5 separate regions of the Mus musculus genome follow, and regions 1, 2, 4 and 5 are each linked to region 3. Evidence: chromatin contacts called from public Hi-C, HiChIP or PLAC-seq and capture Hi-C data. All regions are on one chromosome and are shown on one strand. The core of a region is the stretch at or near the end of the contact, and the rest is flanking DNA. Distances in the headings are between cores, read along the strand shown.

Region 1 (5,775 bases), core at 1,044-3,543, 1.1 Mb before region 3:
CAACACCTCGTTACATGTCCCCAGATTCCTTGGCCACTAGGCACACAAGTGTACACACACACACACACACACACACACAAGCAAAACACTTATACACATAAAATAAAAATCGAATACACACAAGTATTTTGTGTGTGTGATTTATCCAACAAGTTATCACTAAACACTTAAGTTTATGAGTCCAAGGAAACATATCAGGCTCTAAAGTTAAAGGATTATATGAAACAAGACTGCCAGGTCTGGGCATCAATAGATTTCACCCAGGAAAACCACAAATGAGCGCAGGTCTGAAGTACTACCCCGCAGGAATGAGGCTCTCTGTTAGTCCATCCAGATATGAAGAAGCCAGTCACCATCTGCACTGTTCCTTCATTCCCCCACTGAAGTGACACTAGGCAGCCACCATGCACTCCCTACCCTGCAGGGGCAGAGCTTTCAGTTAAGGCAGACACAGGTCTACCCTGGAAGGACTCACAGAAACAATCTGGTGTGTCATCTGTCCTCTCCCTGCCTCTCCTTCAACTTCAAGCCTCCTCTGACTCCTCCCAGCAACTGTCATCTCTCCCCAGTCTTCCCTACAGTTCAACATAAAACCGCTCACATCCTGCATCCCTGTCACACTTGCCAACCAGGGCCTTGTCAACCTCACCTAAGCCAGTGGCCCGTGCGAAGTGGGAAACTCAATTGGGAAAATGTCCCCACCAGACTGGCCTGTGGGTAAGCGTGTGGGGACGTTTTCTTAACTAATGATTATGTGGAGGGCCAGTCCATTGTAGGGGATACCACCCCTGGCAAAGCAGCCCTGGACGGTATAAAAGAGCAGGCTGAACAAGCTGTGGAAAGTGAGCCAGAAAGTATCGGTCCTGCACGGCCTCTTTTTGTTTCTGCTTCCAGTCACTGGTCTGACTTCCTTCAGTGATGGAGAGCTGTAACCTGAAACAATTCCTTTCTTTCCCAAGGCGCTTTTGGTCATGTTGTTTTAAACATGGCAACAGAAACCCAAAGACAGACTTGGGAATGCTTGGCACACCAGTGCGTTCGTTCCGAGCCATTCAGTTAGAGCGAGACCTAATTTAAAGACACACACACACACACACACACACACACACACACACTCCAAACGTAGTGAAAACAGCAAAACCACGCTCCACTCCCGGGCGCTCATGTATCACACCCCCGGAGGAAGGAAGAGATTTCATCATCTTGCATTCTCAGACATAGAAGACCAAGGCTCGAGAAAAAGTGTTCCCAAAGTTACTACACCAGGTGGCAGGCAGAGATGCGACCGCCTGACAACCGACTTTTTTCGTGGGATTCTTCCCAATCCTGTTTGTGTAGTCAGAATTTCTCCCTTTTTCTTCCCTCTCACCTGGGGATCCTGACCAGGACCTCGAAGTCCCAGGGCAGGCAGGGTCGCCCCGCAGGCAGCGGGTATGAGCTCCGTGTCAGCATAACTGACCCACTGCTGGACCAGGACAGCTGCCCGGCTGCCCCCGGGTCCCCCCAGGCCTGCAGGCCACAACAGCTGAGCTACAGCCGGGGCCCCCCACACCCACAGGCCGCCAGGTCCCTGCTCCAGGGCGGGCAGGCGAGGCGGAGGGAATGGAGTCCGGCTGCTCGGGGGAGGCTGCAAGCAGATGCGGGGGTGAGGGCCTCCCCACCCGGGACCGTCACCAGCTTCCCCGTATCGGGCAGCGATGAGGGCTCGGAGGCTGGGGAAGGCGTCGGGGTGAGGAGAGACGTAGAGGATGGACATGGCTGTGCAGGGTCCGAACGCGGTGCAGTGACCTGAGGAGAGACCCGGCAGATTGAGGAGGGGACCTGAGCACGTGCTGCAAGGTACGCAGGCGCCCGGCCGGACCCTAGGCCTGGCCGAGCAGCCGCCAGCAGCGCCTAGAGGAGGAGGCGGGACCCCGATCGCCCGCCCCCTCGGGTTGGAGAGGGGAGGCCGCGCCGCGTGTACGTACTGAAGGCGGCGATCACACTCGGCCGGCTACGGCCGCGGCCCCACAGGGCGGCCGGGGTGGAGGTGGCGGGCAGCGGAGGCAGCTCTCCCGCTGCGGGAGAACGCGGCCGGGACAGCGGCACCCACGTGTCCCCCCCTTTGTGACAGCGCACGTTTCCGGACTCGGGTCCTCGCAGGGCTGCCGGGCCCCGCCTGTGCGTGCGCGATCCCGAGGGTCCGTGCGCGGCCCACCGCTGCCGGACGGGTCAAGCAGGGGCCAGAGTGGCTCGTGCAGCACGGAGACGGGAACCCGCGTGCCGGGACGAGCCTGGGTCTGGGTCAGGCGCCGCCGCGGGCAGCCCGTGGCCCTCGGGTCAGGCGCCGCCGCGGGCAGCCCGGGGTCTTCGTGTCTAGAGCGCGGGAAAACGAAAGCCCTAGTGTCTGGAGTGCGTGCTTGGTCCCAGGTTTCCGCCTTTTGCAGGGCGAGCTGCAGAATCTCGGGCTGCTCCAAGTGAAAGACCCCACCATAAGGCTTAGCAAGTTAGCTGCAGTAACGCCATTTTGCAAGGCATGATAAAGTACCAGAGCTGAGTTCTCAAAAGTTACAAGGAAGTTTAGTTAAAGAATAAGGCTGAATAATACCGGGACAGGGGCCAAACAGGATATCTGTGGTCAAGCACCTGGGCCCCGGCTCAGGGCCAAGAACAGATGGTACTCAGATAAAGCGAAACCAGCAACAGTTTCTGGAAAGTCCCACCTCAGTTTCAGGTTCCCCAAATGACCGGGAAATACCCCAAGCCTTATTTAAACTAACCAATCAGCTCGCTTCTCGCTTCTGTACCCGCGCTTTTTGCCCCCCAGCCCTAGCCCTATAAGAAGGGTAAGTACTCCACACTCGGCGCGCCAGTCATCCGATAGACTGAGTCGCCCGGGTACCCGTGTTCCCAATAAAGCCTTTTGCTGTTGCATCCGAATCGTGGCCTCGCTGATCCTTGGGAGGGTCTCCTCAGAGTGATTGACTACCCAGCTTGGGGGTCTTTCACAAGCAGTGCCTGGCTGCTGGGAGCTGTTGCTGTAGGGAATGAAAGGTTGGTAATTCCCTGGCGTTGGTAAATGCACCGTGCGTTCCGCGTCTCTTGCTTGTATTTATCTTATGCTTTTAGAAAGCGTACTGATGGGGTGTGCTCAAGGCCATGTCAGGCTTTTGGTAACGGAGTGCACCGCCAGTTCGCGGAAGATCCTCGGATCTAACCCAGGTAAAACAGGAAAGGGGCTCTAGGTGCTGAGCGCTCACTGCCTGACATGGAGTCACGTGAAGGAAGGGCAGGGGACCCAAAGGCAGAAGCACTCCAGCTGGTCTACTAAAGCTCAAACCTAGAGGGAAAACATAAGTTCGCAGTGCTTTTGAGAGGCCACTGCTAGCCTGGCAGTGGTGGCGCATGCCTTTAATCCCAGCACTTATGAGTGTGAGGCAGAGGCAGGCGGATTTCTTGAGTTCGAGGACAGCCAGAGCTACACAGAGAAACCCTGTCTCGAAAAACCAAGAAAAAAAGAAGAAGAAAAGAAAGGGGGGTTGGGGGAGAAAGGCCTGTTGGGATAATCTCTTGTGTACTGTGTAAAGTTGTCTTTGTATTATTCAAAAGTACACGGAGAGAGAAATCAGGCAGAAAAACTTCATGCCAGCTGTAGACAAGAGTGCTTACAGGTCCTTTACAAGGTACAGAAATGGATTGGGCCAAACATGGCAGATCTATGCAACACCTAACCACCATTGTTTCCAACCAGGTGATGAAGTCTCGATCACTAGACGGGAGATGCTGCCAAGTGCCCCAGACGGGATCAAGACTCCAATGACAACCATAAGATTCCCTAAAGCTAAGACACTGCAGATCTTGACTCTGCTGATTTCTATAGGTGTGGTCCAAACTAGTCCTATGCCCCATGAACCCCATAACCTTACTTGGGTTATAACTAACACTGCTACGGGGACTGTAATTAACTCGACCTCCCACCTCGCCCCCATTGGAACTTGGTTTCCTGATCTTGTTTTTGATTTGTGTGCACTAGCGGATGGGACCTGGGATCCCCTGGGCCTTGTATGGGGGTGTCAACATCCAGCTCAACACAGTGAACTTCGGAGAACCCCCTTCTATGTCTGCCCTGGAGAGGGGAGGTCTCCACAGCAGACGGCTACCTGTGGAGGACCAGAGTCATACTTCTGTGCATATTGGGGTTGTGAGTCGACTGGGTCCATCTCCTGGACGCCACCGATAAAAGATGACCTCATCAAGGTCCAAAGGAGCCCTGGATCGGAATCCCAAGGATGGGGGTATGGATTGCAGCCCAAGCTGGATGCAAATGATCTTGGTGGGCCATGTTCCTCCAACTGTAACCCCATTACAGTTCAGTTCACCCCCAAGGGAAAAGAAAGCGTAGGATGGGAAAAGGGAAAGACATGGGGACTAAGACTGTATGTGTCTGGATATGACTATGGAGTAATGTTTACGATCCAACTCTCTGCCCGACAGGGCATGCCTTTAGGCCCCAATCCAGCCCTGCCCCCTGTTGGACTCACGGTGACTCAATCACAAATCACAGTCCCCATTTCTCAGGAACTTAGACCCAGGTCTGGGCCATGGGACTTGCTTAAGGCCACTTACCTGGTATTGAATAATTCTAAACCAGAGCTTACAAGTAAATGTTGGCTCTGCTTGGATGCCCAGCCACCCTATTATGAAGGAATAGCCGTTCCTGGAAATTATACCACCTCTACTGACAACAAGGACTGTCGTTGGCAGTATCCAGGTAAAGGGAGACTAACCTTAGAGCTAATTCAGGGAAAAGGACTCTGCTTTGGGACAATACCCCACACCCATAGACATTTATGTAATAGCATCCAGGAAGCCCCAGACAGGGATGCTTACATTATACCCCCCATCAATACATGGTGGGCATGCACTACTGGGCTGACATCTTGCATCCACACCCAGGCTCTTAACCTCACAAATGGATTTTGTGTACTGGTCCAGCTTGCCCCTAGAATTCTTCGTTACTCTGATGAGATGGGGACCAGACTATCTCCATTCCCAGCTGCTCGAGCGAAGCGGGCTACTGTTGCCGAGATCCTGGGTGCATCAGCCTTCGACTTCCAAGATGAGAATTATAAAGTGTTAAGCTCTGCCATAGATGCAGATTTAATGGAACTAGGGAAATCCTTATCCAAGTCCAAAACCTCATTAACTTCTCTAAGGGAGGCCACCCTTCGAAATCAGCGGGAACAAGACTTCCAATCTCTGCAACAGGATGGACTGTGTAAACCTCTGGAGAAAAGGTGCTGCACCTTTGTGGATAACTTAAAGCATGCGAGGGAGTTATTGGCTAAGGTGAGGAAACGTCTAGAAGACAGGAAAAGGGAAATGGAACAGGGTCAGCCTGTTTGGATTACAGTTATTGCAACTCTGTCTGGATTCTTGGGCCTGGTCATACTCATTGTGATATGCAAGCTCTATGTTGTTAACCCCCTGATGGATTCATCAAGGACCAGGTCTCCACCATCCGACACGTATTAAAATGCTAACCCTTGGATTCTGCTCAAGGGTTTGAGATGGACTCTTAAGGTGAGAGAGAGTGATCCTAACTTACTCCATTTTAAGACAGGCTGCTAGGTCAGGCCTTAAGTTTAGTCTCAGAAAAGCCATAAAGAATGGGCAGCCAAGCCAGGCGTGGTGGCACACACTTTTAATCCCAGCACTTGGGAGGCAGAGGCAGACGGATTTCTGAGTTCGAGGCCAGCCTGGTCTACAGTGAGTTCCAGGACAGCCAAGGCTACA
Region 2 (5,529 bases), core at 1,720-4,219, 2.0 Mb before region 3:
TTCAGCAGCCCAGTGCATTACTTACTACATAGTCATCATTTTGGGGTAATTTCTGGACCTTGATGGCCATCCCTAATTTTTGCTCAAAGGTGGACCATTAGGAGCATGGCTTCTCCAAAACTGGCAGATTATAGGATGTGTGCATGAAATGAATTGGTGAGCGAGACAGAGAGCAGGAAGGAGCCCCTGTGAGGGTTTTGTTTTGTTTTTTGGGGGGCTTTTTTGGCTCTTTGTCTTTTGAGACAAGGTCTCTCTGTAAAGCCCTTGCTGTGCTGGAATTCACTCCACTCAAAAGCACAGACCCACTTGCCTCTGCCTCCCTCGCACTGCTGTGCGCCACCACTCCCTAGCTCTTCGTCTTTGCTTTGCTGGGCTTTTCTTTTTCCGGGAGGGTGGGGGTAGCACTTGCTGGCCTTGATCTCAAAGATAGTCTTCTGCCTCCTGTGTGTTGGGATTACACCTAACAAGATGTAGCCAAGGCTGGCCCTAACCTCCATTCTTCTGTGTTCCTTTTTCATCAAGTTCTGATGGGTTGTGCTACCACAAAGGGCTGTGTTGGTGTAAGGGGGACACACTTAGCCTACAGAGGTCTTGACCAGTCCCTCACACATTTGTTTATCTCTCTCCTGCAGAATGTGAAGCTCTTGGAACAGTTTGTCTGTGCACACACGGGTATCATCTTTCACGCCCCATACACAGGTTAGCTTGGCCCTCCTGTTATGACTTCTATAGTTTTTCCGTGGAGCTCCTTATTATGGGGTTGGGAGGTAGACATTCCTTTGATAGCTCCTATAAATAATAGCACACAGAAGTTTTTGTTTAATGAGAACCATCATTACGATAAAACAGTTAAATGTAGACAAAAGACTAAAGTTTTAGAGCCTCCCTGTAGGAGTGAGGGCTGTCTAAATGTACTTTAAAAGGTAAAGCGTGCCTTAAACTGTGAGTTTGGGGTCAGCCTGGTCTACATAGTGAGTTCCAAGACAGCCAGGGCTACATAGACTCCGGCTCAACCTTTTTTTTTTTTTTTAAAGGTGAACAGCTTGCTTCCTTGTAAAGTTTTCCACCTATCAGTCTATAAATTTGTGTGTATGTGTGTGTGACAGGGTTTCTCTGTACAGCCCTGGCTGTCCTGGAACTCACTCTGTAGACCAGGCTGGCCTCGAACTCAGAAATCCGCCTGCCTCTGCCTCCTGAGTGCTGGGATTAAAGGCGTGTGCCACCATGCCCGGCGATATGTCCCTTTTGTCAGAGTTTTTTTGTTGTCAGCCTACAGAGTGGAGCTGGGAATAATTGCTACTCTGTCACATTCCCTAATTTGAAATCACTTCTTATAAGATCTTTTTCTGTGGATTTTCCAAGTCAGCCTTAACCACATTTGTCATTGAGTCATCTTCTGGCCCATCTGTAGGCTCTGTCATTCCATGACATCTCTGTAGTGGCTGGACATCCAGGCAGATACAGGTCAGGGCCCTGGGGCATTAAATGGTCAGCTGTCTCTGTGTAGAAGACTTGCTGCTGTGTGGGACGCTGTCCAGGTTGACGTTTCTCTCCGTAGGGGTCTGTATGAAGCAGCACAAGAAGCTGACCCAGGCCATCCAGAAAGCCAGGGAGTGTGGTAAGTGAGAGCAAGGGGCAAGGGTTTCTGAGGTGCTTACGTGCTCCCATGTCTATGAGAAAGTACTCAGCAGACTCCTAGTTTTTCCACGTTGGGTGAGTTGCTGGACTCGGAAGTAACAGCTGTAGGTTCCAGGCTACTAAGAGTACATATTGAGATGATCTTTCAGGAAACACAAGGAAGGAACATTCCTTCTTCAGACTACTCTGTCTCCTGAATCTTGACAGTCTTGTGTTTCTTGGTTCTGACCTGGCTTATACAGCACCTTTGCACGGATGAGTGAGGAGGGAGAGCCCATGCAGTGCCCTGCCTGTTCTCTGTCTCCTTGGCAGGGTGTGCTGTGTATGCGCTGCTGGAATGTGCTTGGTGGTTATGACTGGTCCCTCGACTTGTAGTGCCTTTTTCTTGTCTTGAGTCTGACCTGCCCTTCCTCATCCACCATTATTTCCTTTAACCCCGTAGGTCTTCTCAGTTACTACGTCCCCCAGGTTGAGCCCCGGGATGCTGACTTTGGTACTGTGCATGGAGCTGTCAGTGTGACTCCACCAGCCCCCACACTGTTGTCAGGTGAACCTTGGTACCCATGGTACAGCTGGCAACAGCCACCAGAGAGAGAGCTGTCTCGCCTTCGCCGACTCTATCAAGGAAATCTCCTAGAAGAAAGTGGCCCGCCACCTGAGTCGATGCCAGAGATGCCCACTACACCACCAGCAGAATCCTCCATTGAGCAGCCAGGCTCCCAGAGTGCTTAGAACTTGTGACCTGGGGAAGTCAGACCAAGGGAGTACTGTCTAGGGCTACGTGGTATCCTGTGTCCTGCAAAGGGTTCTGTTTTGTGACAGTGGCAGACCCTATAGGGAACTGGCTGGCATGAAGAGAACAAAGCACATTTGACGTTGAGGGGGACTAGATGTTTATGGGTAACTGGTGAGGACTTACATATAAACTGGAGACTCTTGTGTATGCCCTTGATGGTGTGTCCCTGATTTAAACCTCCTGGCTCAGCTTTTATACAATAAAGCTGTGTCTCTTCACCCGTTCTTGACTCCCTTTGGGCTGTCTGTTCAAAACGTGGGTGTGAAGTCTATGAGGTGGGGTGGGAGTGTGGTCTACCCGCAACTCCAAGGGGTGTGAGACTGGTTCTTCTGAAGGTTCCCTCAGCTGTTCACTGGGAGGGCAGGATACTTGGTTGCCCTGGCATCTCAGGGGCACAGACCTACAAAAGGAGAACTGTTGCTAGAGAAAAATGGGGTTTCCCAGGCACTGTGAAACCATGGTGGGGGCGGGGCGAGCCCTCGGGGCGGGTCCTAGAGATAAAGACTTACCGGCCCTCTTAGCGGAAGTGACGTTGTGTGGGGCGTGTCTGGTCCCGCACAATGGGCCATGGAGTTCCCGTTCGATGTGGATGCGCTGTTCCCGGAGCGGATCACCGTGCTGGACCAGCACCTGCGGCCTCCGGCCCGCCGACCCGGAACCACAACGCCGGCCCGGTGACATTTCAAACCCGACCCATGGCCCTTCTGTCCCGGTTCCTCTCCAAACCTGATCCAGGAACCACGCCCCCTTCTCACTGACTACTGGCCATTTCTCCTGCGGTCTTACTTGTGTTTTGGTGACCTTTGACCCTGGATCTAGCCGGGTTAATAGACCTACATCTGTAACCTTTCACCATCTGGCCTAATGTGGCCTCAACAAGAGGCTATAGTTGACCCGCCCTTCCTACCGCGTCACAGTAACCTTAACACGGGAGCTGTGAAACCAAAGCTTGGGATCTGGAGGGGTGAGGTGAGGTGGGAGGTGAGGAAGAGTTCCAAGCAAAGTCAGAGACCCTGTGGAGGAGCCTGGGTGGGAGCCAAGCAGGCTGCCAGGAATGACTTACACGATGCTGTAACCTAGCGAGTGTCTGACCGGGCCCCTCTCTCTGTAGTGTGGATCTGCAGCAGCAAATCATGACTATTGTAGATGAGCTGGGCAAGGCTTCTGCCAAGGTACGGGGCGCCTCTAGGAGGAGGAAAGGGAGATGGGTGGCAGATAAGGAGCCAAACAAAGTAGATCTTCATCTCTGCAGGCGCAGCACCTCCCTGCACCCATCACCAGCGCTTTGAGGATGCAAAGCAACCGGCACGTTATTTACATACTGAAGGACACCTCAGCCCGACCGTGAGTCTTACTGTCATTATTCCCTGTGAATCAAACTCTTCTTACCTCCCTTTTACAATCTCTCCCAGACAGTTGCTCCTGCCTGGTTCATTATTTCCCCCATCCCACAGGGCAGGGAAAGGAGCCATTATTGGTTTCCTCAAAGTTGGATACAAGAAGCTCTTTGTACTGGTGAGTGTCACTGCAAACTAGCCATTTGTAAGCACTGGTGTCAGAGAAGAAATGGGGGCGGGGTGGGAGACAATGAAGAAGATGCATGGCTCCTAATGAGTATGTGTTCTTGACCTCTTAGGATGACCGGGAGGCTCACAATGAGGTAGAACCCCTTTGCATTCTGGACTTTTACATCCACGAGTCGGTGCAACGGCATGGCCACGGGCGAGAACTTTTTCAGCATATGTTACAGGTACCCAACAACCTTTACCGATTAGTCAGAATAGATCTAAAAGGCTCTTCACCCCGAAGCTCTAGGAGGCCCTGCTCCATGGCCCACAGTTGGTCCCCTTTTCTCTGTATTCCCTTACCAGGCTCCCAGTATCCTGCTAGCATGCTCCTCCTACAACCCCTGCCCCCAAGTTTTCCGTTTTCCTGCAGAAAGAGCGAGTGGAGCCCCACCAACTGGCCATTGACCGACCATCGCCGAAGCTGCTCAAGTTCCTGAATAAGCACTACAACCTGGAGACCACAGTCCCACAGGTTAGAGGCTCTGCACCAACCCTGGAGACGCCTGGCTAAGTTCTACCTCGGGTTGTTTCCATGTTGTTTTAGACTTACCTCATTTTCGTGTGTTTGAATGCTTTGCTCACATGTATATACATGCACCATGTTCATGCCTGTACACACAAGTTAGAAGGGGGTGTCAGAACGTGGGAACTGGAGTTACAGATGTTTATGAGCCACCATGTGGGGGCTGGGGGATTTGAATCTTAGTCCTCAAGAGCAACCAAGCGCTCTAAGCTTCTGAGCCACCTCTCCAGTCCCTATTTTTGTTTTTTCAAATAAGGTCTCAGTGGGTCACCCTGGCTGTGCCGTACTCACCTTGTATACCAGGTTGGCCTTGAACACACAGATCCATCTATTTCTCGCTCCAGAGTGCTAGGATTGAAGGGATGCTCCACCACCTCAGCTATACTTTTTATGAGGACTTTATGCCTGAGCTCTGTATTGACAGCACTCCTATCCCTCTTTCTCCCCCTCCAGCCCCTCCCGTGTCCCCCTCTCCCACTATTGTCTCTCATTATTGTTGCATGTACATGTGCACAGGTATATAGATAGGCTAAATGCATATATAAAACCCTCTGAGTCCCTCTAGTTTTGTTTATATGCACCCATCTCCAGGGCTCCACCGTGGGTTTTGTTGTTGTTTTGGTTTTTGGTTTTGGGTTTTTTTTTTTTAAAGATTTATTTTATATATGAGTACTCTATCTGCATGTACACCTGCATGCCAGAAGAGGGCATCAAATCACATCATATAGATAGCTAATGAGTCACCATGTGGTTGCTGGGAATTGAACTCGGGACCTCTGGAAAAACAGTGCTCTTAGCCACTGAGCCATCTCTCCAGCCTGCATTGTGGGTTTTTAAAACTGGATCTCACTAAATATCTCAGGCTGGCCTTGAACTCACAGTGACACTCCTTCTCTACCTCCTGAGTAATGGGGTCACAGGTATGCCTTGATGCCCAGCTGTTCTGTGTTTGAAAGACGCTTGCTATATACACACCAAACCTCACTCTCCTCAAATGGATGATC
Region 3 (5,556 bases), core at 3,027-5,526:
CTGTGCCCAACACCACATCCCCAAACACGTGACTTACGTGCCTGTAGAATCTACTGCCACAGCACGCACCCCACCACGGTGACACAGAATCTTCGCCAGTGGCTCCTTCACTGCTGGACTCCATAAAGACACTGTGCCTGAAAGGCAGGGGACACTCAGGGCTACCACTGCAAACCCAGCCTGGGGCTCTTGAGGCCTTAGCCTCAGGTTCTTCAATGGCGGAAAGACAGGACACAAGGGAAGACCTCCATAGCCCTGGCTGACGGGGTGCAGCTCAGTGGAGCACGGTCTCCTATGGACAAGGCCCTGGGTTCAGTTCCTAGCCTCAGGAAGTGGATTAGTGAGTTAGTGGAGGGTCAGCAGGGGACCTGCAGCTCCTGATGTGCAGAAAGCTGAGGCAGGAAGTTGCTGGAGCCACAGGTCTGAGATGGGTACCAGACCCTGTCTTAAAAAAAGAAAGGAAGGGGGCTGGCGAGATGGCTTAGAGGGTAAGAGCACTGACTGTTCTTCCAAAGGTCCTGAGTTCAAATCCCAGCAACCACATGGTGGCTCACAACCATCCGTAATGAGATCTGACGCCTTCTTCTGGTGTGTCTGAACACAACTACAGTGTACTTACATATAATAAATAAATAAATAAATAAATCTTTAAAAAAAAAGAAAGGAAAATCCCGGAACTGACCATTACTGTGTCCCAGGTGGATAACAGCATTGTAGGGGTTCTGAGCCATGACACTGAGCCGTCCCGCCCGCACGTTCAGAGCTGTCACGATCTTCCCCACTGACACATCCAGGTAGGTCAGAAACCCTGTCTCTGACTGAGAGAGAAACAAGATGTCCAGCTACGGGTCCTAAAGGAGAGAGGTCCTCCCAAGACACCCACCGGATCCTCTGCCCCATAACCACTCACAGTGGTGGCCAGGAGGAAGTGGAAGGGGAGGAACTCAAGCCGGGTCACTCGGTCACAGCGGCGGATGCAGTGAAGCTCGATGCCTTGGTTGTCGTAGATATAAAGCCAGCGGTTCTGAGCGACTGCGAGCAGAGCCTCAGAATGGAGGAAGCTGGGTAGAAAGGAGGAGGGGTTCATGGGAGACAGGACCACAGGGCACCATCCAATAGGGAACGGCCTGGCCCACTCCCATCGACCGCCAACAGAGGAAACACTGACTGGATGTCCCGTACTGCTTCCATGACGTTGATCTCACACATGAGCTTCTTGGTCACCCAGTCGAGGGCAGCCACGTGACCCCGACGCCCTCCTAAAGCCAGGTGTCTGGAGGAGGTGAAGCAAAGGCAGAAGTGTTAATTCAGGGAGCACCCTGACCCAGACTGGAATAATTCAGCCAGCCCCATCCCAGCCCCTCGACAGACGGGAGGAAGTGTGTTGCTGCAAACAGTAGCAACCAGACCCACACTGCGAGTAACTGAAGGTGGCACAGGTCATGTACCTGAGGAGACACAGCCAAATCTTAGCTCAAGAGTCACAGAAGGGGCTAGGGACATGGCTCAGTCAGTAAAGTGTTTGCCACAAAAGTATAACAGCCTGAGCCCGAATCCCTGGCACACATGTAATCCCAGTGCCAGGAAGGCCAAGACAGGCAGATATTGCTGGACACTGGTTCAGTGAGGAACCTGCTCAAAAATAAGGTGGAGGAACCGAAGAGAGGGGTCAATGGCGAAGAACACTTGCTGGTCTCATGAGAATGCTGGGTTGGTTCCCAACAGCACGTCACTCACAACCAAATCGTCCGTAAGACAATTCCTGTGGATTGCCTGTGTGATGCCGTCTTCTGACTTGTAGATTTGATGCCCTCTTTTTTTTTTTAAAGATTTATTTATTATTATACATAAGCACACTGTAGCTGACTTCAGATGCACGAGAAAAGGGCGTCAGATCTCATTACAGGTAGTTGTGAGCCACCATGGGGTTGCTGGGATTTGAACTCAGGACCTTCAGAAGAGCAGTCAGTGCTCTTAACTGCTGAGCCATCTCGCCAGCCCCCTGATGCCCTCTTCTGACTTGCATGATACCAGGCACACACGTGATGCTCAGACATATGTACAAGCAGAACACTCGTACACATAAAATAATAAATAAAAACTTAGAAGCATTGGAAAATAAAGAAGTTCAGGAAGAAGACCCTGTGGCTGAAAGTATTTTCTGTACAAACCCGGTGCCCTGAACCACAAGAAGGCAGATGGAGAAAATGGCTCTATTTGAGCTGGCCCCACACACCATGTCATGGGCATGCACAAGCATACTCATACACACCAACAATAAGAAAGAAAAAAACGGAAAGCAATACGTGAAGATGCCATGTTGACCTCTGGGGTTCATGTGTGTACACACCCACATGCAGGTATACCGACACACGAACTTGCGTACACAGCACACACATACATAATAAAGCCCCTGGAAGCTGAGAGGCGGTGCGTAGCTCAATAGTCAAGTTCACTCACCCACAACGTCATGGGCTTCACACCCAGAACCACCAAAAAGCGCCCAGCTTCCTCGGGCTCTTGCTGCGATGAGAGGCTATAACCCTAGCACGCACCAATCACCCAAGCCCAAAAGGAAAGGAAGGCAGGGTGACGACGGCAGGGGGCTTGCTGGCTTCCAGGTTAATAGAACACAAGCCCCAGGTTCTCTTCTGGCACACACACACACACACACACACACAGAAATAATTGAGTCCTTTTTTAGAGAGAACAGAGCCTCCGGAACTCAACCTTACCTCCCTGTTCGAGAGTAATTCAGTCTGTAGGGTCCGAACTGTCTTAGATTCAGGTCAAAGTGCTAGAAAGGGTGAAGTGTCCGTGAGACAACGAACTCACAAACCCCATCCCACCCCCAGCCCCATCCCGAGTCTCCAGGCTCCTCTCCCAGCCTGGGCTCACCTTGGCAGCACTGGCGATGTCCACAGCCTCCACGATGTCTGTCTGCAGGATTTTTGCCGTGTCTTCCCCATCTTCTCCTACCAGAAACCTAAAAGGCAGTTAGGATGACGACGGTGACGGTCCCCACCATGCAGCGGGCATACAAACATAAAAACGCAGAGAGACAGGACAGCGGGGAAAGCCCAGGTCGGGGTCCACTCACCCAGGTTCCTCTGCAAGCAGCAGCTCAGCGCGGGCGGCTCTGACGCTTGCCTCTTCCTCTTGCGCTTCAGCCTTCTCGAGTTTGCTTTGAGTTTTAGGCTTCGAATGTGGGAGCTACGGCATTGTTGACAGGGTTGCAAGAACCGAAGAGCATATGTGGGGGTCCCAGGAAAACCACTGGGGAAGCCGCCACCACCTCATCCAAACCCTCGGCCTCCAATCCCTCTGACAGCCCGCCGGTCCTCACCGTTTTGGACTTGTCAATTCGACAAAACTTCCGGGCCTCCTCCAGGGGGGCGGGGACGGGTCCTGGGAACGGGTCCTGAGCCTGGCGAGGACAAGGAGGCAGGAGGCAGATTCTGATGGATCCGGTTCCTCTCGATCTCCGGGGACGACCTGCACCGCCACCCTGTCAACCCCAGGCTCACCCCCGACAGCGTCCTCTGAGGCTTCTTCCAGTCTGGAGCGGTCTTTGAGATCGGGGGCTTCTTGGAGAACCGGGACTTCTGGGCGATGTGCGCGCTCTTGGACCTCGGGGGTCGCGACTCCCCAGTCCTCGCCTTCTTCCGAGGCGGCCCCGGGGAGGTGGCGACGGCGGCCGGGGTGGTCTCCTCCTCCCAGTAGCGCCGCGGTTTCTAAGGGGCAGAGGAAAAGCCTTCGCACACGCTGCCCGAGCCTGGGCCCGGGACGCGGACACCTCCCACCAAAGCTACCTTCCTCTTGGCCTGAGGCTTGTCTCTCTTGGGTGGGACACCCCTACCCGGCTTGGGGGCTGTCTCCATCTCCAAGACCGAACAACGATCCACGTGCGAAACTCCCTTGAGTAGTAGCTCGGCGGTCTAGGAAAACTTCCGGAAGTCCCCCCCTTCATCCAATCAGCGCCGTACCGGCGTCTGAAGCCTCCGGCGCCATGTTAAGTGAGGGCATGCCTCTGTGAGCCCGGGAGGATCGCCCGAGGAGCAGCTTATAACCAAATAAAGATTTAAAAAGCATGTATGAGCCCCGAATCTTGTTAACTATGAGCTTAGATTTTTCCATATTAACTTTTCTGTCTTGCCCAAAACCTCTCGAGCCGAGTCTTTTAGGTCGAACGAGCCTCACACAAGTCAGAACTACATGTTCCAGCATGTATCGGAATGTAACTTCCGGCGCCGTCTTTTTCTCTCCCGTCATGCCTTGTTTACTTCCGGGTTTATTGATTACAGCGGGTAGAGCGTGAAGAGGTTAGCGTTTGGCTTGGAGGGTTCGGGGATCTCTTCTTTCGCTCTCCTTTGCCTAGGGAGTGGCTATTCTGGACGAAAAGAGGCTGCGGCGCCTCGGAGAGTTGCGGGTAGAAAGTGCTGTCCTTCTGCAGGGTCAGGGAGGGGGGATTCAGGTGCCTCCCAGAGCTTGAGACCCAGCGACCCCCGCCCAGGAGGCTTTCTCCTTCACCATGGCTGAACTGATCCAAAAGAAGCTGCAGGGAGAGGTAGAGAAATATCAACAGCTGCAGAAGGGTAAGAGAGGGAGTTGGTGTGGTCTCGCTCCTGTCCGCTCTCATCTATGATGAAGCGTCGCGCCCCATTGGGGGCTGCGGGGGTGCATCTTGTTACCCCTCGCCTCGGTATCGTCGCTTTCTTCCTCACACCCAGTCTCCCCAGAATTGCGCGGTTCTGGGCCCATTTGATGTTTTTAATCGTGCATTTCCTCTCTCCACCCCAGACTTGAGTAAATCTATGTCAGGGAGGCAGAAGCTCGAAGCACAGCTAACGGAAAACAATATCGTGAAGGAGGTGAGGATGGGACGCGGGGGTGGGGGGCGAGGAGGGACTCTCCTGGGCACGATCATCTCATTCACTGCCTCATCCCCTTCTCAGGAGCTGGCCCTGCTGGATGGATCCAACGTGGTCTTTAAGCTTCTGGGACCCGTGCTTGTCAAACAGGAGCTGGGGGAGGCTCGGGCCACAGTAGGGAAGAGGCTAGACTACATCACAGCAGAAATGTAAGTCCTGCGGATGGCGTTTTCAGTGCACAAGTGTTAAACCCGTGCTGGATAGTTCTCCACTTACCCATTTCTGTAAAGTCCTGGCTGCCCTGGAACTCGCTCTGTAGACGGGGCTGACCTGACACAGATGCGCCTGCTGCCGCCTCCTAAAGGATGGGATTAAAGGCATGTGGCACCACTCCTGGCCTTTCTTGCTGTGTGACATCTGGTGAGGGCACTTGTCAAAGGACAACCTGCGGGAATGTTTGCCTCCCTACTGTGGGGTTCTGTAGCTTGAATTCAGGTGCCAGCCTTGGAGGACAGCAGCCCTCTCTTCCCCTTAGTGCCATCCCCGCTTTCTGTCCCACAAACCTCCAGTCTTCCACCATATCATTGAGCCCTGGCTGATATCTCCTCTCCGTTTGCCTCCCTTTGCCCTCCTCAGCAAGCGCTACGAATCACAGCTTCGGGACCTCGAGCGGCAGTCAGAGCAA
Region 4 (6,092 bases), core at 2,125-4,624, 1.0 Mb before region 3:
ATTAACCCTAGAGACAAGATACAACAACCCACCCTCACTGGCTGCTTTCCTTCCCCAAGAACAAACTGACCCTTATTGTATATCTCACCTGGTCCACAGAGTGGAGGGTTCCACAGATGCTGTCAAGGGCAAAGAGGGAAGAAGCATTGGTTTATGCTGAAATCAGCGTGGAGGGAAAAATCAAAACTAGAACGACAAGTCGGGGAGGAACTTAAGGACCTGAGGCCTGCAGGCAGCATCTGTGAGTTCTGAGGTAGAAACGAAAATGCATCCCAGACTCAGTCTTTGCTCACACCAATGCATCAGAAGCTAATATTTAACTACTGCAGGCCAGGCTTGCATTCCATTTACTACTTGTATTTCCCTTTAAAGACAGGATCTCACTGCGCCCAGGCTGGCCTCAAACTATGGCAATCCTCCTACCTCCACTTGTGGAACTACAGCTGGGACCCACTATTCATGATCATTCCCCACTGGGTTTCTCTGTGAGGACCTAGAACTAGCTATGTAGATAAGGCTGGCCTCAAACTCACACCTGTTTCTGCCTCTACCTCCTGAGTGCTGGATTAAAGGTTTAAGGGATGCACTGCTATCAACACCACTTAGCTAATCATCTTTCAAAGTATTATCATCCTCCAGGATATGAGAGAGGTCATGGAAGGTAACAAAACTTACAACCAATAAACTGAAGGTCAGCCCAGATCTGCATGACTCCCAGAAGCATCAACTATTATTTTTAAAATATTGATTTTTATTATTTGTGTGTATGTGCATGTAGTTACCCACAGAGACCAGAAGAGGGCATCAGATCACTTGCAGCCAGAGTTCTAGGTAGGTGTGAATCACCTAATGTAGTTGCTGGAAACTGAACTCTTATTTTTCAGGGAGAGCAACAAGTTTTGTTTTGTTTTAAAGATTTATTTATTATTATATCTAAGTACACTGTAGCTGTCTTCAGACACTACAGAAGAGGGCGTCTGATGTCCGCTCTCTTTACAGATGGTTGTGAGCTACCATGTGGTTGCTGGGATTTGAACTCAGGACCTTCGGAAGAGCAGTCAGTGCTCTTAAAATCTCTGAGCCATTTCTCCAGCCCCCAGCAAGCTCTTTTTAAAGCACTGAGCAATCTCTGCAGCTTCCCTAACTGTTATTTGTAAACATTTACTGCTTTGGAGTCACAGACCTATGTACACATACTGGTAGCTGGAATTACTCTTTATTATTTTTGCTACACTCTTTTTTTTCTCGTATGAGTTTTTTGTTTGTTTGTTTGGTTTTTTTTTGTTTTTGTTTTTTTTCGAGACAGGGTTTCTCTGTGTAGCCCGAGTGCTGGGATTAATGGCCTGCGCCACCACACCCGGCTTCTTCTTCTTTTTTAAAAAATTGGATATTTTCTTTATTTACATTTCAAATGTTATCCCCCCCAACTTATCTTTAATAATGAAGATACAAGTCAAGTCTTCTCAGTTCTCCAGCCCTCTAGCCCCTAAGCAAGGTTATCAAGGCCAGTGCTCCCATACCACCTTACATGCCCCACCTTATATTATATTTACCCTCTGTGTAACCAACTTTAACCACCTCAGATCCTGAGTTTTACTTCCTCACTCTCTACATCCTATGAATCCCCACAGCTCTGTAGACCATTCGTGTGATTTGACTTTTAGACTATGAAAGGTCTTAGTCTGCACCTCAGTCTGGGCCAGCTTCTAACTTGGCCACACTGGTCAGAACCATCCTGCTGGTCAACCACTGATGTGTGTTCAAAGGTTTCAAGAGTCTACAAATAAAGTTATTTTGCTGGGCGGTGGTGGCACACGCCTTTAATCCCAGCACTCGGGAGACAGAGGCAGGCGGATTTCTGAGTTCGAGGCCAGCCTGGTCTACAGAGTGAGTTCCAAGACAGCCAGGGCTATACAGAAAAACCCTGTCTGGAAAAAAAAAAAAAAGTTATTTTAAAGAGAAACATGAGGGCTGCATATGAAGTTCACTTGTTGAGCATGCCCAGTACATGAAAGAAAACAAAAGCAAACAAAACCCGGCTTCAATGAAACTATAATTTTCGAAGCACTATTAGGAACCAAGTAGACCTTAACGGATGTGACAAGAACCCATAAACATATTTCCAGTGGTACAGCATTTAAGCATTTACCCCAACTCCTGAATCGTTAAGAGCAAATGATACAGCCAGGCAAATCCTAGCACTCAGGAGACAGAGGCATGTGGATCTGTGTGTTCCAGGACAGCCAGGACTACACATACATGTTACTTAACTGTATCTCACTGTGTAACTCCGGATGGCCCTGGACATATGTAGACCAAGCTGTCCTTGAACTCACACCTCTGCGTTCAGTGTTGGGATTACAAGCATGTGTCACAATACCAGGCTCACTCTTAAACTAATCTTTTACACTTAAGACGAAAGGTATTTCTTCTGTGTTTTGCCTACCTACTCTGAAGTAACTTTGTCAACAACAACGACAAAAAGGATCAGGACACCCGGCACCCCCACCTTCCACCAACTCGCTAAAATAAGGACCTACCTCAGGTCATTCTTGAGTTCCACGACTACATCCTTGCCCACAAGAGACTTGAAAAAGGAGTAGAAGAGCTATTGGAAAAGAGGGAGGAACTATCACATGAAAAGGGACGGGGAGGAGGAGCCCGTGACAGTATTTTGAAATACTAGTCTTTGTAGCCCCTCCTAGTAGTTCTCAAAACTTCATAACCAACAACAATCCGTTAAACGGGACTCTGCAGTTCACGGAGCCACGGAGTGACAGGACCTGCGTTGCACCCCTCGACGCTAGAACCCACTCTCTGAGTCGACCACCTCCCAGCTGAGACCGCTTCCCAACCGCACCCTCACAAAGTCCTCGTCAACAGCACAGAAGTGCAAGGCTCGCTTCCCGTTCTCCCCCGGCGCCCGTGGGCTTTCTCTTGGACTTGCTAAAGGTTTCCCCCAAAACACCATCGGCTCCGAGCAGCCTCCTCACACTGGGGTGTGGGCAGTAAGGCTGTACGGAAAACCCTGGGGCCTGGCTGCCGCCCCAAGCGACCGACACGAGTGCCCGCACCCACGCCCGCACGGTTCGAACCGCCCGCCGCGAGCGGCGGCGCTCCCTTTTGACGTCACGGTACCCACCATGGTGCTGGCGCCACGCGGGGCGGCCTGGACCGCGAAGGAAGGCGCCGGGGACTGCGAGCCGGAGGCAGGGCGGGAGCCGGAGCGCGAGCCCGCGCGTGAAGCAAGACTGGATCACGCAGGCGCACGGGGAGCCGCGAAAACCTCGGCTGAATTCAGGCTCAAAGGGAGCGGGGTAGGGCAGAGCCGAGAGGACCGCCAAACCGGTAGAGGGGCGGAACTTCCTGTCCCCCCCACTTCCTCCCGAGCAGCCGCTTTCTCACAAGCGCATGCGTGGGCCGTGGCAGCTGCGCGTTGGACGTAGTTCGTCTCTTTTTCTGATGGTTGTTGAGACTTTTCTCTCTGCCGCGTGATTAGCTCGTAGTCTACGTTTTCTATGGGGAATTATTGGGAAGATTGAGAAAATTATGACTTGCGTATTCTTTAGTAAAATTTAAAATGTTGCTAAGAGCTGGACAGCGTTCGTGCCCAACTGGAATCCTGGAGTTGAGACGGGAGGATTCTGGTTTAGAGGTCAACTAAAGCTATTATAGCAAGACCCTGTGTCAGAGAATAAAATATACACCAATACACACTGGTTATGGTGTGTGTGAGTGTGAGAGAGAAACCGGAACACAAATCCTGATTCTTATCAAAGGTTCCCAGTAAGTAAGTTTCTCTCAATTTCAGTCTTTTGGGGTGCAAAGTTGACCCAGAGCGGACACATTCTAAGCAAAGCAAATGAACAACATCCCAGCTCTAATGTTATATATATATATATAATTTGGCATAGGACTCGTCTGTAAAGGACTAAACTGACTGGAACTCAGTGACAGAAATATTTTACTTTATCTTAGCTTTTTTTGTGTGTGTTTGACAGTTTTTGCCTGTATGTTATGTCTGTACTACATGAGTTCCTGGTAGAAGAGAGGGCTTCAAATGCCCTGGGCCTGGAGTTACAATGGTGAGCCTCCTTGTGGGTGCTGGCAATCAAATCTGGGTGTTCTGGAAGAGCAACAGATGCTTGTAACTGCTGATCCATCCCTGCATTACTGAAATATTTTCAACTAGATCACCGACAGATACTACTTTGGATGTTCTGGGAACAGCATTACCAGGCTTGTAACATGCTGGTTGTGAAGGAGTTCACAAGAGCTGACTGATTTAAAAAAAAAACAAAAAACTAGAAAAGCCTCAGTAGGCAAGTTCCAGAGAAGAAAGAGATGGTCTGAGATGAAAGGGCTTTGTTGTTATTTCGATTGACTTGTTTTATGTAAGTATGCTGTGGCTTTCTTCAGACATCCAGAAGAGGGCATCAGATCCCACTACAGATGATTGTGAGCCACTCTGTGCTTGCTGGAAATTGAACTTAGGACCTCTGGAAGAGCAGTCAGTGCTCTTAACTGCTGAGCCATCTCTCCAGCCCTATTGTTTTTTTTTTTTTAAATAATTACATTAAGTGGGAAGTTGCTAGGTTGTATCTTCTGTGGATATCATGTCTGGATAAATAGGGAAACACTTTCTATTCTGTCTTCTCTTCTTGAGGCTGGCTGTAGGTGCAAGGCAGTCACGGGACACAGGTGAAAATTCTGAGAGTCTAAACCTGCTGATTGCAGGGTGGAATTCTCTAGTGTAATAATCTAAATAGATTGTAGCCAGGGTTTCCTGGGGGTGGGAGTGAGGGCTGGAGCATGCATGACTGTGTAGGCCAGAGATAGATACTGCCTGTTCTTTCCACCTTATTTAATATTTTAAAATTGTATATGTGTGAGCGTTTTTCCTTGCATGTCCATCTGTGTACACATGGGCAGTGCTCCCAGACACTAGAAGAGAGTGTTGGATCCTCTAGAGTTACAGTTGTTAGCCACCACATAGGTGCTGGGAATCAAACCCTGGTCCTGTGGAAGAGCAACACGTGTTCTTAACCACTTAGTCATTTCTCTCATTTTCTGAGATAGGATCTACCATAGATCCTGGAGCTGACAGGTTCATTCAGCTAGACTGACTTGCCAGCAAGACCCTAAGATGCTTCTTCTGTCTGCCCTACCTACCCACTCCCCCAGTGCTGGCATTACCGGTGCACATCACTGTGTTCAGAGCTGGATCCAGCATGGTACCAAGCAGGATTTGTTCCCAAGTTCAGCAGAATCCTTAAGATTTGAATCGAAAACAAGCTGTCACTGGATAGAAGCAGTCAGTACATTTAGCAACTGCGTCCTTTGGGCCCAGGGTGCCTGAGAATTAGGAAATGTTTGTCTTGGCAGGTGGAGGTATCGTGATCAGAGTTCAAGGCAGACCTAGGCTATATTAGACCCTGTCTCAAAACCACAAAACAAAACAAAAAGCAAAATGGTTTTGTTGGAAATGAACTTACACAAATTCAAGTACTTTGCCCTTATCAAGTTAAACATTCACAAGGGACCCACGAATGGAAAAATGCATATCTTCCTTTCTTAATTTTCAAGGACCATTGACAGCTTACAGATACCAGGAAATAAAATGGTGTATAGAATGTTTTAGGCTAGCCTGGGCTCCAAGAAACTCTGCCGTGTGGGGCAGTGGTGGCACACGCCTTTAATCCCAGCACTTGGGAGCCAGAGGCAGGGGGATCTCTGAGTTCCAGGACAGCCAGGGCTACACAGAGAACTCCTGTCTCGAACCCCCCCCCCCAAAAAAAAAAGAAAAAGAAACTCTGCATCCATCTGAAAAATCAAAAGCTGGTCATGATGGTGCATACCTGTGATCTCGGGACTCAGGTGCAGAACAGGGGAATTGCTGCAAGTTAGGGACCAAGTTGGCCTACATAGTAAGTGTCAAGTCAGCTAGACATATACAGTAAGGCCCTGACTAAAAAAAATAAAAGATGACAGAAGTTGTTTCCTTTGGGAACAAATTTACTGAGAGACAAATAACCATCCACACAGGAAGGAGAAAGGTGGGGTGTGGATAATAAATAACAGACATCCAAATT
Region 5 (5,391 bases), core at 2,602-5,101, 1.9 Mb before region 3:
ATTATGCACACCTGGTACCGGTCAGTATTTGGGCATGCATCCTCAAAATGAATCCTGCTCTCATGGTAACTACATAGCCGGCGTTACTAACAGACAAACTAGAGACAGAAATTCAAAACTGCATGGGTGGATTTTACCTATAAAGATGTCACACACGGGGAAAACGCTGAAAGGAAAAGTAGTGTACCCCAAGAAGTAAACTCCGTCCTGCCAACCCAGCAGACGCCTACGACCCTTTGCTCCAAGTGAAGGGCAACCATCTTTGGTACCTACGCTGGAGTTCGTTCCCTCGTGGCCTAAGGTTTCCGTGTCACCAAACCTACACCCGGGCCAGGGCGCCAAGCAAGGATTAGCATAAAAAAACCTAAAACCGCAACCCAAATTACCTCAGCCCAGTGACACCTAGGGCACGCCCCTCCCGCCCTCAGGAGGAATCAAAGATGGTAACCCGGGCGCGGGCTGCCGAACTCACCGACTGAATCCGCGCGCGCGCGCCACCAGTAACGGCCGCTACCAGGTGGCGGGAGTGCGAATCCCGGAAGAGAGTCGGTGGGCTGATTGGCTCCTGGAACTGTCTTTTACTGCTGGAAGCGCGCCGATTGATTCAAGTCGGAAGCCCCGCCCCTGCCTCACCTCCTCACAGCTCAAATGTGCGGCTACCGGCGGGAAACAGGCTGAAGAAAACGCTAATCAGGAGGGTGTGGCCTGAGAATCCCGCACCGTGATTGGGTAGTGCCCTAGGCCAACCCTCCGTCGCTACGTCATCCACGGACTACTTCCCGCGCAGATTTCCAAACGCCTACCAGAGAGTCTGGCGCCAGTTACCGGCGGCGGCTAGAAGGGCTCTATCATAGAAGTCATTCCAAGGCCAGAGCGCCCTTCTCGGTCATCCCAGAAATGGCGCCAGCTGACTCACGAGAAATGGGGGGTTGCAGGCAGCAGTCGTGGCTGGAGGCTGCAGATTGGAAAACACCCTGTAGGCGTGGCACTTTAGAACTCCCTATTGCAGAGGGATTTTATTTCCGTTTGATTTGGACTGTTTACTTGCTTTTCTTCCACATCTATGTATGTACGTATTAATGTATAAAATGACGGACTTTTTTTTTTTTTTTTTTTTTTTGGTTTTTCGAGACAGGGTTTCTCTGTATAGCCCTGGCTGTCCTGGAACTCACTTTGTAGACCAGGCTGGCCTCGAACTCAGAAATCCGCCTGCCACTGCCTCCCGAGTGCTGGAATTAAAGGCGTGTGCCACCACGCCTGGCCAATGACGGACATTTTGAGGTCATCTTCCTAAATGGAAGATCCTAAATACAGCAAGCTGTTTTGCTAAAACCTCAAAGTCTGTCGTCGTCTTTCAAAAGAGGAGAAAAGTATAATAAAATAATTTATTTCATTATAATAAAACATGAAGGTATTCCAGGAAAGTGGCTTGTATAGTTCTTTCCCGTTGGTTTTTTCAATATGTCCATAATAAATCGCCAGACGTTTGAAGCTTTAAGTTGGATGACTTATCCGTGTTCCTAAAGTAAATGAGACAAATTCAAGTAGCACGAAATAATCAATAATCGCTTTCATTGTTGGCATAACCAAAATTGAAATATTTTTAATGAATAAAGGAGTATTGATGTAACTTAAATGTTCTTTGTTGTTGTTGTTGTTGTTTTGGTTTTTTGTTTTTCGAGACAGGGTTTCTCTGTGTAGCCCTGGCTGTCCTGGAACTCACTATGTAGACCAGGCTGGCCTCGAACTCAGAAATCTGCCTGCCTCTGCCTCCCAAGTGCTGGGATTAAAGGTGTACACCACCACTACCCGGTTAAATGTTCTTTTATTTAAAAGATGACTTGAGCTGTATGTTGATTGCATGTCTTTGATTCATTTTCTTTAAGCCAAAGAAGGGTCTCACTATGTGCCTCCGCTAACCTCGAACTAACTAACTTAGCAGGTCAGCCTTGAACTCACAGGGATCCTCCTTCCTTTCACTGGTACAACACGATTATATTCTAGATACTGCTTACTACATTCTAGATACTGCTTACATTCTAGATACTGCTTACTAGACCCTTCCCTTTGTTGTTGTTGTTTCTCTTTTTAAAAGAGGTTTTTATGTGTATTGGTAGTTTGCTTGCATGTATGTCTGTGTACTACTACTATGGGTGACAGAAATTGAACCTGTTCTGAGAAGGGCAAATTCTCTTAATTGCTGAGCCATCTCTCTAGCCCCACGTATGTTGTGTTTCCAAGACAGGCTCTCATTTTGTAGACTAGGTTAGCCTCCAAAGTGCAATGATCCTTCTGTCTCAATATCCGTATTTCTTGGGAGTTTGGGCAGGCACAATCTAATTTTTCCTTTCTATTTGTTCATTTAGAGACTGAAGCTAAAGCTTGTACCTCAAGCTGTCTAGGTAGCCTCTAGGTAGCCGGTGTTGACCTTGAACTTCCCTTGCCTTCTAGTCAGAATTCGGGGACTAATCATGTGAACCACTCTTGCTCTAATTAATCATTTTGTATCCCTTTAAAGCTTTGAGGATACTTAGTAATTTTCGAAACCCTGGAAAGAGAACATTAAGGCCTCTAACTTGAGCCCATTCAATCAACTCCCTTCTTCCTGCTCAGTTCCAGCACATTGCCACAGACTCACCTAATGAATAAAATCATTTAACTGGAAAAACAAACAAATCCCCTTGCTTCAAGCAAGTGTCTGAGAGAGGGAGGCACTGTCTAAAGACTGACATTCTCTTAGTCTGTCCACCCTACAGCCTGTCCTGACAGGATGACCAGAATGTCTTCAGCGTCGTCTGAAAGGCCCAAATCCCACGCAGATTTTACATACACCTTCTGTCTTAGGCAGGATTTCCATTCCTGCACAACCAAGAAGCAAGTTGGGGAGGAAAGGGTTTATTCAGCTCACACTTCCACATTGCTATTCATCACTGAATGAAGTCAGGACTGGAACTCAAGCAGGTCAGAAAGCAGGAGCTGATGCAGAGGCCATGGAGGGATGTTCTTTACTGGTTTGCTCAGCTTGCTCTCTTATAGAACCAAGACTACCAGCCCAGAGATGGCCCCACCCACAATGGGCCCTTCCCCCTTGATCACTAATTGAGAAAATGCCTTACAGTTGGATCTCATGGAGGCATTTCCCCAACTGAAGCTCCTTTCTCGGTGATAACTCCAGTCTGTGTCAAGTTGACACATAAAACCAGCCAGTACACCTTCATTCTTTTGGGACATCAGCTCCATGCAGTTTTCACCACGATCTTTGCAATTTTGTTTCTCTTTTGAAAATCCTTGAGACAACTCCCTTGGAAACAGAAGGGTAATTCTTTCTTCTGGAGGGATGCGAGGGAGCTGTGCCTTACTGAAATTCCTGTCTTGGGATCACAAAGAACTAGATACTGTGTATCAGGGAAGGACAACATAGTTCTCAGGATTTTCCGCTGAGCTATGCAGTCTGGCTTTTCTAGACCTACTGCGGTGGGCAGCTGGCAGGGCGTGTCCAACACACCTTCCAACTCTGGCACCTCAGATCTCCTAATTACTACATTTCTCCAAACCTCTTTTAGTACAAAATCCTCTCTCAGAATAGAAAATAGGAATCTCGTGTGAGGACATTTTTCATGAAAAAATAAAATCACACACACACAAGATAACCCCAATTCCTCATACAGTACCCACCCATTCCTAACTTCTTTTTGCAGCGTGGACAACAATAGAGAACTACAACTCCCAAAAAAGACTGCGCTCGCCACTGGCTCAGAAACCAATGGCCGCCTGGCACGTGATCGGTTGGTCTAATCAGCGACTGGTTGGGTAGGCTTTGTCTAAGACCCGGGGCGCCCGCCTATCTCCCGCCCCCGGCCGCGCGAACGCGAGCCCCGCCCTGCGCGCCTTCCCTCCTGCGCTCGCCGGCCTCTTCTGCCTCTTAGAACCTTCCTGCGGTCGTGCTTGCATCTCGCTGCTGCAGCCTCCCGGGCTCCGGTCCATCCTTTCAGTCTGAGACCGGCCCAGAAGAAAAAAACCCCAAAAACCTTAATTTTCTTTCTTGTTCGGTACCTACATTGGAACCATCAAAAACAATTATTTCAGTAAACCGTAGCCATGAGGGAAATCGTGCACATCCAGGCCGGACAGTGTGGCAACCAGATCGGTGCTAAGGTAAGGACTTTAAAATTTTAGCTGAAATATGTAAAGATGAGAATTCTGTGTTAATTGTGAGCATTGTTCACGGAGTTCTTGCATTCTCCACCCGTCAGATTTGGCCCCTCAAAGTTTTTCACGTATAAATATAACCCATATTTGTAGCTAGCGTTCTGATATTGAAAAATGAGGAAATGTTTTTCTTGGCACATTTTCGGAAAGCTAATAAAAGAGCCTTTCGAGTTTAGGGAAAAGGAGAGGCTGAGGGACTGTGAAGAGCTGGTCTTAAAAGGGGTTTTCTAACGGTTCGAGGACTGGAGGGATGCGGAAACGATCCGAGACAAAGCCGAGGCGAGGTTTTCCCCTTGCGCCACCCCCACCCAGCCTGGAGGGCTCTACTGGAACAGAATGGAGGGGGGAAGGGGCGAGGTTTGGCGGGCAGCTGCAGAGGTGCCCGGTGCGCATTACCTCTCAACAAAGGCTTGGACACTCCATCGAACCCGCCATCCCAATGCTTTTTTTAGGTAATGACTCTGTATAGGGGCCTACTTTTACTTTTCATTGCCCTTTAGGGTGTGAGCGGTATGAAAGTGAGCTTTTCAAATATGTGAGACTGTCTGGGAGACTAAGGAGAGGGAAGGAAGGGAATAAAGATAGGCAATGGGGCTTTTTAAAGATTTTTCCCCCTTTTTTGCTAGCAATTAACAATGTAGCGGGGGAGGGGAGGGAGGAAGTGCGGCCGCTAAATTGTAGCCGAAGGGTGGGACCCTTTGGGGGCGGGGTTGGAGCCCCTGGCGCGCAGGGACAATGCGGCCCCTACCCGCGGGGGCGCACTGGCCCCGCCCCTCGAGCTAGGCCCCGCCCGCGCTGCTCCCGCCTTTGTGGTTTGCTGGAGGAGCGGCCCGCCACCGCAGTCACGTGGAGCACGTAAGGGGTGGGCGACTGCAGTGGCCGCACCTTTCTCCCCCAACTCTTTTGTGCTGGCCTGGAAGGGCGGTTCCTGGCTTCAGGAGCCAACCTGGGTGCAAAGCCAAATAGGTGGGCTCCAATCCGCCCACATAGAGGTTTATAGCGCCTGACCCACCCATCACCGGTCCTATGCCGAAAGGTTTTAGCCTTCCATCGCGTAGGTTCCTCCATGGGACTTCCGCAAGCAGATAACGGAATTGCAGTGTCTTCACCTCAGCCTCGTTTCAGCGTGTCTGGAATTGAAATGAGGGGCGGGAGGCATGCCTTAGGACTTGAGACATTGAG

Evidence for each region. A called contact is a pair of places that touch in the nucleus more often than the background predicts. HiChIP or PLAC-seq counts read pairs in DNA pulled down with a chosen protein or histone mark. Capture Hi-C pulls out chosen DNA fragments and counts their contacts.
Region 1: an H3K27ac HiChIP or PLAC-seq map of stem cell-derived neural progenitor cells shows a contact between it and region 3, with 4 times the contacts expected there. The contact joins the promoter of Vars here to the promoter of Pfdn6 in region 3. A contact is called at or near these places in 1 of 484 Hi-C or Micro-C datasets (B cells), 2 of 115 datasets of contacts at active chromatin or transcription factors (pancreatic cancer cells and stem cell-derived neural progenitor cells) and 1 of 9 other capture datasets (adipose tissue).
Region 2: a contact with region 3 is called in a capture Hi-C map of macrophages, with 4 times the contacts expected there. The contact joins the promoter of Atat1 here to the promoter of Pfdn6 in region 3. A contact is called at or near these places in 4 of 39 promoter capture datasets (cranial neural crest, erythroid cells, hippocampal neurons and 1 more), 5 of 115 datasets of contacts at active chromatin or transcription factors (astrocytes, embryonic forebrain, embryonic midbrain and 2 more) and 2 of 9 other capture datasets (liver and macrophages).
Region 4: a Hi-C map of B cells shows a contact between it and region 3, with 6 read pairs. The contact joins the promoter of Lsm2 here to the promoter of Pfdn6 in region 3. A contact is called at or near these places in 1 of 39 promoter capture datasets (pre-B cells), 1 of 484 Hi-C or Micro-C datasets (B cells) and 3 of 115 datasets of contacts at active chromatin or transcription factors (astrocytes, microglia and pancreatic cancer cells).
Region 5: an H3K4me3 HiChIP or PLAC-seq map of embryonic forebrain shows a contact between it and region 3, with 4 times the contacts expected there. The contact joins the promoter of Tubb5 here to the promoter of Pfdn6 in region 3. A contact is called at or near these places in 1 of 39 promoter capture datasets (the C10 cell line), 1 of 484 Hi-C or Micro-C datasets (B cells), 3 of 115 datasets of contacts at active chromatin or transcription factors (embryonic forebrain, large pre-B cells and pancreatic cancer cells) and 2 of 9 other capture datasets (adipose tissue and liver).

What each region holds. Positions count from the first base shown.
Region 1 is chr17:34,997,425-35,003,199 of GRCm38.p6, reverse strand. It overlaps Vars (valyl-tRNA synthetase), which reads right to left and starts at 2,293. Exons shown (of 30, transcript NM_011690.3): 1 at 1,968-2,293; 2 at 1,370-1,788. The coding sequence starts at 1,756. D17H6S56E-5 (DNA segment, Chr 17, human D6S56E 5) reads left to right here and starts at 2,454. Exons shown (of 2, transcript NM_033075.3): 1 at 2,454-3,033; 2 at 3,731-5,775. The coding sequence starts at 3,027. The coding sequence ends at 5,514.
Region 2 is chr17:35,907,508-35,913,036 of GRCm38.p6, reverse strand. Atat1 (alpha tubulin acetyltransferase 1) reads left to right here and starts at 2,969. Exons shown (of 13, transcript NM_001142744.1): 1 at 2,969-3,108; 2 at 3,546-3,606; 3 at 3,687-3,778; 4 at 3,889-3,949; 5 at 4,071-4,184; 6 at 4,373-4,474. The coding sequence starts at 3,002. It overlaps Mrps18b (mitochondrial ribosomal protein S18B), which reads left to right. Exons shown (of 7, transcript NM_025878.2): 5 at 633-699; 6 at 1,559-1,618; 7 at 2,081-2,657. The coding sequence ends at 2,370. It overlaps Gm16279 (predicted gene 16279), which reads right to left and starts at 3,302. Exons shown (of 2, transcript NR_167681.1): 1 at 2,944-3,302; 2 at 2,517-2,834.
Region 3 is chr17:33,939,063-33,944,618 of GRCm38.p6, reverse strand. It overlaps Pfdn6 (prefoldin subunit 6), which reads left to right and starts at 4,276. Exons shown (of 4, transcript NM_010385.2): 1 at 4,276-4,595; 2 at 4,801-4,871; 3 at 4,956-5,080; 4 at 5,508-5,556. The coding sequence starts at 4,532. Wdr46 (WD repeat domain 46) reads right to left here and starts at 3,896. Exons shown (of 15, transcript NM_020603.2): 1 at 3,813-3,896; 2 at 3,528-3,734; 3 at 3,347-3,427; 4 at 3,101-3,213; 5 at 2,899-2,986; 6 at 2,736-2,797; 7 at 1,169-1,273; 8 at 911-1,061; 9 at 683-818; 10 at 38-137. The coding sequence starts at 3,881.
Region 4 is chr17:34,979,136-34,985,227 of GRCm38.p6, reverse strand. Lsm2 (LSM2 homolog, U6 small nuclear RNA and mRNA degradation associated) reads right to left here and starts at 3,374. Exons shown (of 5, transcript NM_001110101.2): 1 at 3,143-3,374; 2 at 2,541-2,608; 3 at 89-119. The coding sequence starts at 3,145. Hspa1l (heat shock protein 1-like) reads right to left here. Exons shown (of 2, transcript NM_013558.2): 2 at 6,000-6,092.
Region 5 is chr17:35,836,761-35,842,151 of GRCm38.p6, reverse strand. It overlaps Tubb5 (tubulin, beta 5 class I), which reads left to right and starts at 3,851. Exons shown (of 4, transcript NM_011655.5): 1 at 3,851-4,155. The coding sequence starts at 4,099. It overlaps Mdc1 (mediator of DNA damage checkpoint 1), which reads right to left and starts at 654. Exons shown (of 16, transcript NM_001010833.2): 1 at 473-654.